2 separate regions of the Macaca mulatta genome follow, and region 2 is linked to region 1. The links are chromatin contacts, called in public Hi-C maps. All regions are on one chromosome and are shown on one strand. Each heading gives the region's core, a stretch centred on a gene start, on an enhancer-like site or on the middle of the called end of the contact. The rest is flanking DNA. Distances are from core to core; before and after follow the strand shown. Region 1 holds the start of CBR4 (carbonyl reductase 4). Region 2 holds the start of SH3RF1 (SH3 domain containing ring finger 1).

The links. A called contact is a pair of places that touch in the nucleus more often than the background predicts.
Region 2: a contact with region 1 is called in a Hi-C map of liver, with 4 times the contacts expected there. The contact joins the promoter of SH3RF1 here to the promoter of CBR4 in region 1. A contact is called at or near these places in 3 of 14 Hi-C or Micro-C datasets (fetal cortex germinal zone, fetal cortical plate and liver).

The regions. Positions count from the first base shown.
Region 1 is chr5:177,515,259-177,522,109 of T2T-MMU8v2.0, reverse strand. CBR4 (carbonyl reductase 4) reads left to right here and starts at 4,374. Exons shown (of 5, transcript NM_001193693.2): 1 at 4,374-4,677. The coding sequence starts at 4,536.
Region 2 is chr5:177,774,811-177,781,661 of T2T-MMU8v2.0, reverse strand. SH3RF1 (SH3 domain containing ring finger 1) reads left to right here and starts at 3,966. Exons shown (of 13, transcript XR_013417380.1): 1 at 3,966-4,063; 2 at 5,591-6,078. LOC144340873 (a long non-coding RNA gene) reads right to left here and starts at 3,465. Exons shown (of 2, transcript XR_013417381.1): 1 at 3,149-3,465.

The sequences.
Region 1 (6,851 bases), core at 3,125-5,624:
AACCAATGTGATCATTTCTGGATTCAAAGAGTTGGCAATTTAGTACAGAAAGTTTTTAACCATTTTATTTTATGTTTTATGGGTTTTTTTTGTTTTTTTGTTTTTTTTAAAGATGAGGTCTCACCATGTTGCCCAGGCTGGTCTCAAATACCTGGGCTCAAGTGATCCTGCCGCCTCCATCTCCGAAAATGCTAGGATTACAGGTGTGAGCCACTACACCTGGCACTTAACCATTTTAGGTGAAAGTTCCCCTTGAGAACCCAGTGAAGGAAGTGGACTCTTGCAAGAAGCTACTCATCTAAAAAGCACATGAGATTTTGTATTCAGCTTGGTAGGTTCACAGATCCTTGAGAATCTATTCACTGTCTTCCTAAAATTATGTGGATTCTGAGGTCACAGTAAGTCCATGAAATACAGACTTGAAGACACGTACAAGGTAAGAGGACGGATAAAGAAGGACATCAGCATTTCCTCCTTTGGGTCAGGAGAGGCTTCCACTGCAAGAGATGTTTGAGCCACGTTTTGAATGACAAATCTTATGTTACCAGGGGAAGTCGTGGGAGCATTCGAGGTTGAGAAGACAGTGTTTGGAAAAGCATGGATGTGTAGAAGTGGGAATGGTATTTAGGGAGGAGAATCAGTAGGACTTTGTGACTGATTGGATGTGGGATGTGTGAGAGAGGGAAGGAATAAATTCCATACTTCTGCCTTAGGCAACTGAGTACTAGGTTTAGGTCTCGGTGGGCAGCCTCAGAGGCATAAACGTCAATTCAACAAAATAACAAGCTCAAGGGTCACATTTTTTTTTCCACTCAAAATAAAATAAGCTTTTGAAAGTGATAAAAAGTACATTCCTTACAATTTAGATTACCCAGCAGATTGGATACAAGAAGGCCAATGAGGAAATCAACACGCTTTTTAATCACAAAAGTTATATCTGTGCAGCCACACTAATGCAGCTTTCTAATCTTTCTTCTTGAAAGAAGAGCATGGTCTGTATGAGAAGCTACGCTGGCCACATGCAATTTGGGTCATGCAGATTATCATCACTGCCTGAAGAATCCTGGGAGACTGCTTGCTGGCAGGAAGGCTTACACTTCAATTATGGATCTGATAAGCTGGATGTGCTTAGTGTGGTGCATTTGTAAAGAGGATTCTCAATGAATATTCAGTCCTAATTCATAAATTTCTTATAAATAAATTTTCCTGCGTATTTGGAATCTTAGGCATTGTAAATCTTGACGTATGAAAAAAAAATTCATGAAAGGTACAACCCCCTTATAATTAGTTGCAGATTCAGATTTCATATAACAGGACAGTAGGCTTTAAATTAAATTTTTTTCAATAACAGTTCCATTGGGATATAATTTGCATACCATGCAATTCACGCGCTTACAGTGTACAATGCTTTCAATGAGTTTTTATTTACTTTAAAAAGTTTATGTTTTCTAACTTTTAGCAATTAAATGGTATTCCTTTTGTAATCAGAGAAATAATACAAAGTATGCATATTTAAAAATTTGTGTAACAGTCCTTATACATAAGGAATTTTCTCCTTTGTTGGAGACAAGAGAAAATATATCTTATGTGGGTTTAAGTTAAAGTATAAAATATGGTTAAAATATTACCATAAAAGTGGCATGTTTAGTTAGAAGGAAAGACTAAAGGTGGGTTGTTCTAATGGCTTTCTTCAATGTCCTGCTGGGTAGGGAGACCCGGTTTAATTTACGGATCTTCACTTCACTATCAGGGGCTTACAGAGAAACTTCCCCTGCTGTAAGCTTCTCAGCTAATGGGTGATGTGCTGTGATAGATGTATTCTCACCCAGGATAGTGGCGATATTGTATTAAGAGGGAAAAAAATAAATAATTACCTTGGGATTTAACCTGAGGTATGTGTTGAAGAAAAAGCCCAACTTATCCATTCACTGTATATATATAGTGAGAAAAGTTGGAAGGTTTTTCACAATTCTGAATGTCACCTCATATCGTGTGTTAGTGATCTTTGTGATAGATGGCATAGATCTAAAAACCATGTTTTTTTTTTTTTTTTTTTTTTTTTGCTAAAATAACAATGTGTAGAAAACAACAATCATTTTCCTAGAAAATGGAGAGAACTGTTCAAAAGATGAACCTCTCTGGTTTGACCTAAGGTGCAGAAATACAATTGGCATTTAGGCTGACCCTTATATTGGTAATTTATGTAAAACAGTTTTTTCTTTCCAAGATTGCATAGTGTATAGTAGGAAAGTGAATAGACAAATTTGATCTGACCCATTTTTACATCACTGGGAAACTAATGTTTGTTTTTTTTTTTTTTTTTAGAAAAATTTTATTTTGAGACAGGATCCTGCTCTGTCACGCAGGCTGGAGTGCAGTGGTACAATCACGGCTCACTGCAGCCTCAACCTCCTGGACTTACGTGATCCTCCCAACTCAGCCTCCCAAGTAGCTGGGACCACACGTAGGCCACCATGTCCAGTTAATTTTTTTGGAATTTTCTGCAGAGATGGGGGTAGGAGGGGGTCTTACCATGATTCCCAGGTTGGTTTTGAACTTCTGCTCAAGCAATCCTCCTGTCTTAGCCTCCCACAGTGTTGGGATTACAAGCATAAGCCACCATGCCTGGCCTGCTAATAGTTCTTAAATGCAGCTCTTATCTTGTTACTTCTGTAGTTAAAGGCCTGTTTAATGCTTGGCACCTGACTTTAAAACTGACTATAATATAGCACCATCCCAAATTTCCTCAGACCTGTTTCCTCATTGTTTCAAACATATATTGTTTCAAAGACACATTTTTTTATGTGTGACTATTTGCTTATATTATTTAACTTCCTATTGTATTTGCTTTTAATAAAGTCTAATAGATGCTATAAAAACAGCCTTACAATCTCTTTTTCTTTTCATGAAGCACACTGTCTACTACAATGCTTAGTGTGCCATTTAGGAGGACCTATGAGGAGGGAGTTTTGCTCAGTCTTCTCTGCTGCATAACCAGGAGGCTTATTTCTTACACAAATTACCACTCGTAATTATATTTTCTTTGTTGCTTTTGCTGGCAGGAAACTCTAAGTTTATGAATCTCTTCTTTAATACTAAATAGATTCTTACAGCATGACTTTATTCGTATTTTTTCCACTGACTTAATTTATTATTCTGGCCTTGCGGGAGAAGGGGCAGTGGTCCTCTTTGCCTTTTAAAATCAAATACTCATGCATTTTTGCAAACCATTTCAAAACTTTTATTGGCTCTAAATGGAATAGGAATAACAAATTTAAAATAATGCTCAACTTGCTTTTTTATAGACTTTTTGCTCTTATTTTCCTTTTTTCAAACCTCACCCAGCCCTCAAATCCAGCTTTTCCATGCATGCCTTCATTCTTCACTGATCTCCGTTTTCTCGGAGCTCTTGTGTTAATATAATTTTACATTTTACTAAGTATGATTTTGGATACCTCCTAGTGTTTCATGTGCATTAGTCCTGTAGTTCTGGGGTGTAGTTTTTTTTAGTGGTAGGGATCATGGTTCATACTTTTCTGAATCATCTAGTAAAATAATATTGTATCAAGAAATGCTTTCTTTTTACACTATGTTTGTAACAAACATTGAATTTTTTAGCTTATTCACTGTCAGAGCACCCAGCACATCTTTAGAATTGCAGGAACCCATTTTTGTTTCTCTACAGCAGCCGAAGCTTGTTTCATAGATCTTGCAAAACTATTCAATCATTCAGTTAAAATTCCTTGACCTCCTGCTGGATGATGTTCGACAGGGCATTCATCTTCACGACACCCTTCGCGATGAATGGTAACATCTGGGCGGGTAGAGGTCCATTTCTGCAGCATCCTGGGGGAGGAACAGATAGGGTAGGTTTTGGTGTGGGTGCGATACTTGGGGACTTCTTCAACAGGTAGGACATCAAGTCTGTAGGCAAAACAAAACCTGGGCGAAGGGCAAATACCGGAGCCCCGACCGGCTCAAGCCCACTAATGCTTGCTCTGGGTTCTAACTACGTGATGAAGTCGTCTCGGTTTGCCAGGGAAAGCCCAGCGTCTTGACAACCCTGTCAGTTCCGAACAAACCGGGGTGATTGGTCACCGGGGCTCGAATCCCGACTAACACGACCCAGGGTAGACAGAGGATCCCCCTCAGTGCCACAAGTACATTTCCCACCGAGCAACGCGCCTGCGCCAGTTGCTCTCCTGCGTGAAGACTACAGAGCCCAGCATGCATCTAGGCCCCCTCCAGGCCATTTTTCCGCCGGGGGGAGCTCTCGCTGGCGTACTTGTTAGGCGCGGCACGGAAGAGTCCGTGCGTGATGACGTCGACGCGGGGTCGCCGAGCTCTTCTCCCCTTTTTACGCCTCTTGCATTACCAGAGTCGGGCCGCAGGAGGTGTCGGTGCCGAGCGGGGTTTTTTTTTCTGCGGGTTGCCTTTTGTTTTTCCTTTGGAACCGCGGTTGTTCAAAAGCTTGACGGAACTTGGAAGGGGACTCCCACTCTCCTCCCTCTTTCCGCCGAGTTTGTGACTCCGAGATGGACAAAGTGTGTGCTATTTTTGGAGGCTCCCGAGGCATTGGCAGGGCTGTGGCCCAGTTAATGGCCCGGAAAGGCTACCGCCTGGCGATCATTGCCAGAAACCTGGAAGGGGCCAAAGCCGCCGCCGGTGACCTCGGCGGTAGGTACCAAACTGGAGTTGTCCAGTTGTATGGCCGCGGTCCAGGCGCTTAAAATCTTTGTGAAACGAGCGGTATGGTCTTACAGGGCTCTGAGGTTTCTCGATGCAACCGCTTGCAGGCGCTTTAGAATGCGTCTCGTGCAGAAAACCCCGATCTCCCTGAGCCTCGCAGAACGCCGGCAGCGCAGCCTGCCGCCGAGGGCTGAGCACTTGGGGTTTTCTTTGACACCTGGTAGTCTTATGAGGCCCCACTAATAAGCACCCTCCGCCCTGCGGCTAGTGCTAACCCTGAGGAACGTCGCTGTTGTGGGAGAGAGCCACGTAACCGTTTACTTTTAATGTAGGGAAAAGGGCGAGTTCTCGGCCCCCGGAGACAGGGCTGGGCCGAAAGGAGTTCAGGCAGGAAAGGTAGGAGTGCAGGTATTAAAGGGCTCCCTTCAGTTTTGCCCAAGGGCGGTGTTTTGGCCCTGCGCGAATGCACAAAGCAGTGTTTGATGAAGAAACCCTTTTGAGTACCAGCCAGTTTTGAGATATACCTGGTTTGCTTTAATGTTACTAAATTGTTTTGGTGAGTTTTGCAAATGGACAGTTGAACTTTGTTCTGCCAAATTCTTTTTTATTGCATTTAAACTTCAGGATTTTTTATTTCCGGGTTATTAATAGTGGATTAGTCATTTTGTGAATTTAACTCTTTCTTGAATTTAGGGAGAAAGGACGTTAGAAAGATCGGAAGATGCTATTTGTTTAATTACTAGACTGGACAAAATTGTACTTCATTTACTATCAGGGAGGCATGGGGAGAATAGAGGCCTAGGGGTGCGTCTTGTGGCTCTTACTGTTTTTGTGTGTGTGTGGTTTGTGGTTTTTTTTTTTTTTTTTTTTGAGACGGAGTCTCGCTCTGTCACCCAGGTTGGATTGCAGTGGCGCTGTCTCGGCTCACTGCAAGCTCCGCCTCCCGGGTTTACGCCATTCTGGAGCCTCAGCCTCCGGAGTAGCTGGGACTGCAGGCGCCCACAACCGCGCCCGGCTAATTTTTTTTTTTTTTTTTTTTTTAAGTAGAGATGGGGGTTTCACCGTGTTAGCCAGGATGGTCTAGATCTCCTCACCTCGTGATCCGCCCATCTCGGCCTCCCAAAGTGTTGGGATTACAGGTGTGAGCCACCACGCCCCGGCCTTTTTTTTTTTTTTTTTTTTTTTTTTTGAGAGGGCTTCCTTCTCATTATGTTGCCTGGGCTAGACTCCAACTCCTGATTTACTGGGCTCTGGAGATCTTCTCACCTCAGCCTCCCAAGGACCTGGGACTATAGGCGCCAGGTGTGGCTGTTCTTTTTTAAGTTAACATTATTGATCGGTTTGGTATCACCTGTTCAGTGCTGGTTGTGAGAGTATTGGGCTCTCTAAAAGAAAAAAAATCCTGTAAGTTATAACTCAGGGAGAATGCCAGTGAATGCTTCTTGAAGCTCATATTCCTTGCCATTCTAACAAAGGAGGGGAAGAGTGGTGACCCTTACCGAGTCACCCCAAGCCATCAGTGTTTGCTGGACTGGATTGATGCCATTGGTTGAGCTTTCAAAGGTGGTTTTGGACACCACAAGTCTTCAGGTGAAAACCAAGAGTAAGACACAGGATGCTTTTGGGCCCTGCATTCCTTTGAATCGTGTTCCATGAGAGACTGGTTTTCATCTAGAAAGTATAATTCCCCAGGTCACTTACTGTTTCCAAAGGCTTGATGTTGTAATGTTGGTGTAAGCATATTTGTCAAGGTCAGACAGGAAATAAGCAATTGTTGTAGCTTTTAAAAACAATTCTACATTTTAGAGTATTAAAATGGTAGATTATTACATAGGGAATGATGCTTTATTTTCCTTTGAAGTGTTTTTTGGCATTTAACCATTTTTTTTAAAGTGGTAAGTAACATTTGCTTTTAGTGAAAAGTGTTTTTTCCCCCCGTGGTTTATAGTTTTAGCATTTTTACAGCTTCTTGTGTTGTCTCTCCTGATGGTCAGGTTTGAATAATAGTCGTTATAATATATGTGCCATAGTGCATCTGTAGCACTTAAAAAGAAGAAACCTCAGAGTTCCTGTTCAGGGCCAAAGAAACTAATTCAACAAAAACCTGACAGAATTAGACATAAATTTCAAAAAAGAATATAAAACCGAGAAGACTGTCGAAT
Region 2 (6,851 bases), core at 2,717-5,216, 260 kb before region 1:
ATGAGTTTGGAGCAACGTAGTAACTGGTATGTTATGCATTTTTTGTTGTTCACTCTGAATGTTACTATATTCTGGGCAAGATTATGGGGACAAGAGTGGAAACAGAGAGACTGGTTTAGGAGGGCCAGAGACAAAGTGTGATGGTGGCTTAAATAAACTTGCACTGGAGGCAAAGGAAAGTGGGTATAAATTGAAACATATTTTGGGAGAAGCTAGCAGAACTGATGGAGAGGAAAAGGGAAATCAAAGACGATCCCTAGGTTTCTAGTTTGAACAACTGAATGAAGAGTGCTATCATTTACCAATATCATGGCAACTGGAGAAGAAACAAGGTTTGAAGGAAAATGATAATCAGACACATGTGTGTATATATATATATATCCGTGTGAAAGCACAGCACCAAAGTTTACCAAAGAGTGCTCTGGACTGGATATTTAAGTGCCTGATTTTTGTCACCACTTAGAGCAATAATTTCTCTACATCTTGTTTTTTCCCATCTACATGGAAGTAATCATGTCTGTCTTTACCGCTTCTGAGGGATGTTGAGAAGACAGATGAGATAATATATATGAAAGTCCTTTGAAGTCTTGGGAGGATAAGAACCGTGTAAACCCAAGCTATCATTATTATGTCACAGGGTGTATTTATGTTTTTCATGGTTCTACTCAAAGTCACAGGGATCTTAAGCACAACATGCTTACATCCCTTCCTTCATGTTCAGTTCCCAGATGTGAAAAGATGAACATGCTTCTCTTCCCCAACTGCCCCTTTCCCTATAGTATTGACAGGACTTTGCAATTACTAGCATTATACCAAACTTATTTATTTGAGACAGAGTCTCACTCTGTCACCCAGGCTGGAGTGCAGTGGTGCAGTCTTGGCTCACTGCAACCTCCACCTCCCAGGTTCAAGCAATTCTCCTGCCTCAGCCTCCCAAGTAGCTGCGATTACAGGTGCCCGCCACAATGCTCAGCTATTTTTCTTTTTTTTTTGTATTCTTACTAGAGACAGGTTTTCACCACGTTGGCCAGGCTGGTCTCGAACTCCTGACCTCAGGTGATCCACCTGCCTCAGCCTCCCAAGGTGCTGGGATTACAGGTGTGAGCGACCATGCCTGGCCTGTCCCAAACTTTTTTAAGACCCTGGGAAGAAAGGACTTTGCCCAGAATAACTCTGCTTGGGTGATTCTTGGCAGATTATGATAATGATGCTATCTGACTTTAATAGAGATGTACAGATTACAAAGAACCAGCATGTAGTCTCATCTAGTCGTCCCACAACACTCTGATTTTTTTTTCACCATTTGACAGAAAATGGCTCAGGAGGTTAAAGTAACTTGCCTAAGACTTCATTTTACAGCTGGAGTAACTAAAGCTAACAAAAGTGTTGTGTTCTAAAAACTATATAACATGCACTGGGGCATTAAAAGAAGTACAGCCACATCCTGGATAATATTCATGAGATGTATGCCAGATTCTTTGATCACTGCTGTCTTGGGACACATCGTCTTCAGTTCTTTGAAAATGGGTGTGGCCAGGCACGGTGGCTCACACCTGTAATCCCAGCACTTTGGGAGGCTGAGGTGGACAGATCACCTGAGATTGGGAGTTTGAGGCCAGCCTGACCAACATAGAGAAGCCCTGTCTCTACTAAAAATACAAAATTAGCCAGGCATGGTGGTGGGTGCCTGTAATCCCAGTTACTCCGGAGGCTGAGGTGGGAGAATCGCTTGAGCCTGGGAGGCGGAGGTTGTGGTAAGCCGAGATCGTGCCATTGCACTCCAGCCTGGGCAACAAGAGTGAAACTCCGTCTCAAAAAAAACAAAAACAAAAACAAAAAAACAAAAAAAGAAAACAAAACAAAGAAAATGGGTGTAATTATTGATTTTGTTTTTTGCCAGGAGTTTCAAGAGCTGCACAATTCTACCTACGACCTTGTGTGCTGCTCTCTCTAAAATCAAACACCAAACCAAAATAAGAATACAATAAAAATTTTCCCTTGCTTTCGAGTAATTACATGATTAACAGTTTCTTCTTTCCCTTGGGAAGAGACACACTGTGCTTCGCTTTGCCTGGGGTGGGGATATGACGGTGATGTGCAAAAGACAGGGCCTTGGAATGGTGGAAAGAGAACTGGACTTGGAATCCAGAGAGCTGGGACCGAGTCTTGGTTCAACATTACCTACTGTGTGACCAGGGGAAAATGAACCCATTTGAGCTTCAGTTCTAATAACTGCAAAGAATCCTTATCTGTTTATTGACTGTAATCTTCTGGTCAGCCTCATCTTCATCCATCTGCCCAGCTCCACATGCAGAACTAAGTAGTCACTTTCAGTTTGCAAACTGGACTAGAAATTCTCCATTCCATTCATTCCTTCCGTAGTCTTTCTCAGCTCAAATGCCCAAATACCCGTGCATTTGCTCACTTCTAATGGAAGGGGAAGTGGGCTATGATTTTTGGTGTTCATACATTATGACTCTCAGCATATGAATCTATTTAGAACAAGGCTGAGAAAAGATGACATAGAGGGTTGCTGTGAGAATTGAACTGATGCATGAAAAATGTTCAGCACAGTGCCTGGTGTACAGTGAGTGATCATTGTTAGCTGTTATAATTTTTTCATGCTTATGTGATCCTTATGTCTTGAATGGTTCAGCTGTGGCCCTAGCTGGAGACTAGAGGATAAACTGAGACTCCTCTCTAAATCATAAACCTAGTTGGTGGCCGGGCAGAGATTTCTTGCATCTATTGTAACCCTTTCTTCTTATAACCATCTAGTTTCTGCCCACCTTTGAGGAAGGGTATTTGGGATAACTTTTTGTAAATTGATGGTAAATGCAAATACAATAATGTCTACTTTAGATCAGTGACAAAATTTTTAACTTGTTTCTCCACTAAATCGAGACGGAAAAACCTCAAAACCTATGGACAAGATGTTTTTCAAAACTCCACTTCGGTTTACAGGTGTGTGCCTGGGGCAACCAAAACAAAGATTACTGCGACGATGATGGCAGCCGCCCAGGCTCAGATAAAAGAGGCGTCTCTCAGCGTGCTTTACGGTGCCAGCCCACCTGAGGTCAGACTCAATTCTCCCCACTTAGGGCAGGGATAACAGAGCCCCCGCGGCTGGGTTGGAAGCCCATACTACCTTTTTCCTAGCCTTGGGCTTTGGGGTCAGCGGTCCTCCAGGCTGGCTCCAGTTTCGGTCCTGGGGTGACTGATGGCTGGGTGCGGGCAGGTGGACGCGGCACTGTCCTCATCGATTCACCACGCCGCTCTCGGCCCCAAGGGGCAACACTTCGCACCGACTCTACCAAGTAAGTGTCCAGGGTGGGCAACCAGACGCAAAGTGCAGCGGGATCGGTTCCCGCCAGGACTGCTCCCGCCGCCTCCGCGGACCCAGCCCCTCCCGCGCCGCGACTCTCCCAGCCCGGGGAGGAAGAGTCCGTCCCGGGCGCCCAGCCGTGCCGGGGGGAGGAGGACGCGGCGGGACTCTGCCCCGGGGCTCCTTCCTGCTTCCCTCAGCCTCCACTCCCGCCGCCTCCCACTCCGGTGGCTCCATTTTTCAGGCGCGTTCTCCTGTGGGAGACGGCGTCCGTCCCCGAGGCTTCCCCTCGTTGCCCCCTGAGGGCCCCGCTCCCCAGTCTCTCCGCTCTCGCAGCGCCCCCTCAGGCTGCCGCACCCATCCCGCCCCCGGGCTCCGGCGGGGTACGGGGCGCTGGTCACCTCAGCGCGGGAGGCCGGCGCCGCGGCGGGCGGCTCCGGGAGGTGCCGCGCCCGCTCCGGGGGAAGGCGCTGTGGCGCGGGGCCGCCCCCTTGCGCCCCGGGCGCCGGCTGCGGCCCGGCCTCCTCCTCTTCCTCCGCCCTCCTTGGCTGGGAAAGTGGGAGGCGGCAGCGGCGGCGTGGTGTGTGTGCGCGCGTGAGGGGGGCAGCAGAGAGGAGTCTCCCGGTGCCGCCGCGGCGTCAGAGACACTGCGAGCGGCGAGCGCGGCGGGGCCGCATCTGCATCAGCCGCCGCCGCTGCTGCGGGGCCGCGAACAAAGAGGAGGAGCCGAGGCGCGAGGTAGGGCGCGCGGCCGGCGCGGGGCCGGCGGGCACCCAGCGTTGGCGGACCCCTAGCTGCGGAAAAGGCGGTGGTCTCGGCGTTTCCCCATCCCCGCCCTGGGTCGGTTTCTCTCTCCCCTAGCCCTCGGGTACCCCTGGGCCGGGAATCAGGACCTGCGGAAGCGGAGCAGCCCGCGGCCTCTGCCTTCTCCGGGCAGGAAGCTGCCAGGGCTCCGTGCCGCGGTCTCCCCGGGCGCAGCCCAGCACCCCCTGCTTCCCGGATGGCGCGGTCTCTCTGGGGACTGTCGCCTTATCTTGGCTGGGCTAGAAAGCTGCTTCCCCGTGGCACTCTGTGGGGCTGAGTTTCGCAACTTAAGCCTGCGCATTTATTTATAAGTCCTTGAAAACTTCCCGCAGTCGTGTAAGGGGGATTTGTGTCCCCGGCCTGACCTAAAGGGGAGCGGAGATGAGGGAGGCTGTAGGGTGAGAGCCCCAGGCAGGGACCGGCTCCTGCCGGGTGCCGCCGACACCTGGCCCCGGGGTGTGTCTGCGGCGAACGGCCGCCGCGCCTCCCTGCGGGCTCGGGAGTACCTGTGCTCGGCGCAGTGGGAGCGGGGGCGCAGCCCTGGGACTCCCCCGCTCCGACTTTGTCAAGAACAGCTGTTAATGCTACCAGCCAAATCTTTTTACCCCCTTTCTCTTGGGCATTCACATTTACATTTATTTTGGCGGTGGGGGGGAGAGCGGCGCAGTAAGTGGCTTGCTTTTTCCTGAATGGCCTCATTTTCATATGCCCACAGTTTCCAGTCCAACATTCCGTTGTCGAATTCTTTTGGTGGTAATTTTGCCAGATTTTCTGAATGGGATTAGGACAGGCCGTTCAGAAATGTGTTTCAGAGTTATCAACCACTGCCCTGAAAGGCGCTTTTCTGTTTTAGCTGCTTTCAAGCAAATCTGTGTCTTTTAGAATTGTCAACCTTCAGCTCTTTTTGGTTGGGCAAGATTAAACAGTTCTATTTTTAAGAACAGCGAAGAAACATATGTATTTAATATTGGGATCATTTACCACGAGCGATCACATGAGGCATGGTTTCTTAAACTCTAAACTGGCTTAAAAAAGGGAATTTAGTTGGATTTAAAAGTAAATTTCAGGTAGAGGAAACTTTGAATGGTCTCTGTCAGCTTCTCTTATGAGTTGAAGACTTTATTAAGGCAGCTGATATCCCTTTCAGAGCTTAAGAAATTATATTCCTTATTGCATTTCATAAATCCTTCTGCAGGAATTATGTATAATACTCTGTGTCTGTTTTGCCCAGTGAACCCCTGGATATCTTTAGGGGTTAATTTTGCGTTGTTTAGAAAGCCTATTTTGTTTTCAGTTGTTGACTTTGGAGTTTAGGAACCCACATTCCAAAGCAAAGCTACACTATTCAGACAGGGAATAGTGTACTTTTGGGTACTTTTTGATTCTTGGCTCCTTTGTGAGCTTTTTCCCTAGATAACAACACTCATATTCTCTTTTCCCCCTTTTTCCCCATGACTCTAGAGCAAAGTCTGAAATGGATGTTACATGAGTCATTTTAAGGGATGCACACTACTATGAACATTTCTGAAGCTTTTTTCTCAGTAAAGTAGATAAAGATGGATGAATCAGCCTTGTTGGATCTTTTGGAGTGTCCTGTGTGTCTAGAGCGCCTTGATGCTTCTGCGAAGGTCTTGCCTTGCCAGCATACGTTTTGCAAGCGATGTTTGCTGGGGATCGTAGGTTCTCGAAATGAACTCAGATGTCCCGAGTGCAGGACTCTCGTTGGCTCGGGTGTCGAGGAGCTTCCCAGTAACATCTTGCTGGTCAGACTTCTGGATGGCATCAAGCAGAGGCCTTGGAAACCTGGTCCTGGTGGGGGAAGTGGGACCAACTGCACAAATGCGTTAAGGTCTCAGAGCAGCACTGTGGCTAATTGTAGCTCAAAAGATCTGCAGAGCTCCCAGGGTGGACAGCAGCCTCGGGTGCAAGCCTGGAGCCCCCCAGTGAGGGTAAGTAGCCTACAAAGGTAGTTTGGTGAATAAAGGTGGTGATGTCCACATTTTTTCTTTATTCTTTAGCTTGGTGTTTTCCAAGTCAACTCATTGCTTAGGAAACCACACATACTGGAACAGACAGACTATACCTCTGAATATTTTTTCCCCCATCTTGGAATGAGATTGGATATAAATAATAAATTTTATTGTTTTGAAAATTATCTCTAGATAGTCTCTGTTATCTTTTAAGATAAATTTTGGGAAACAAGTAGCAATTAGTGAATGAAATCTAAACCAGCTTTTGTTCTGTGCCCATTTTAAAATGGAAATTTGGTATTTTCTGTTGATGGGGCTGAGAGTCATAATTACATGTATGTAGTACATATGTGTATATATGTTGTAAATATGTGTGTGGGTAAATCATAAATAGGAAATCAAGCCTTAATTTTTATGTTGCTTAGAATCATTCTATTGGTTTTATGAATACACAGCACAGAATTTACTCGTTGGTGGAATTCTTAACAAATCATGGCTACAGGTAGCGGAGTTTCGTTGCTGTAGCAACAAAATGTCACTTAGGACTACACTAAAACATCTAGCTTTATAGTGAATGAAATGAAGTATTTCATCAAAATGGTTTTTCTTGGGATTTGAGTTTGGGCTGAAATAATTTTAGATGAAGCTAATTATTTGGACAGCTACCACAACTGTCACACAATTTCTGTATCTATTAGAAATATATATATTAATAATCTATATTTATTAGAAATATAGGTATTTATTAGAAA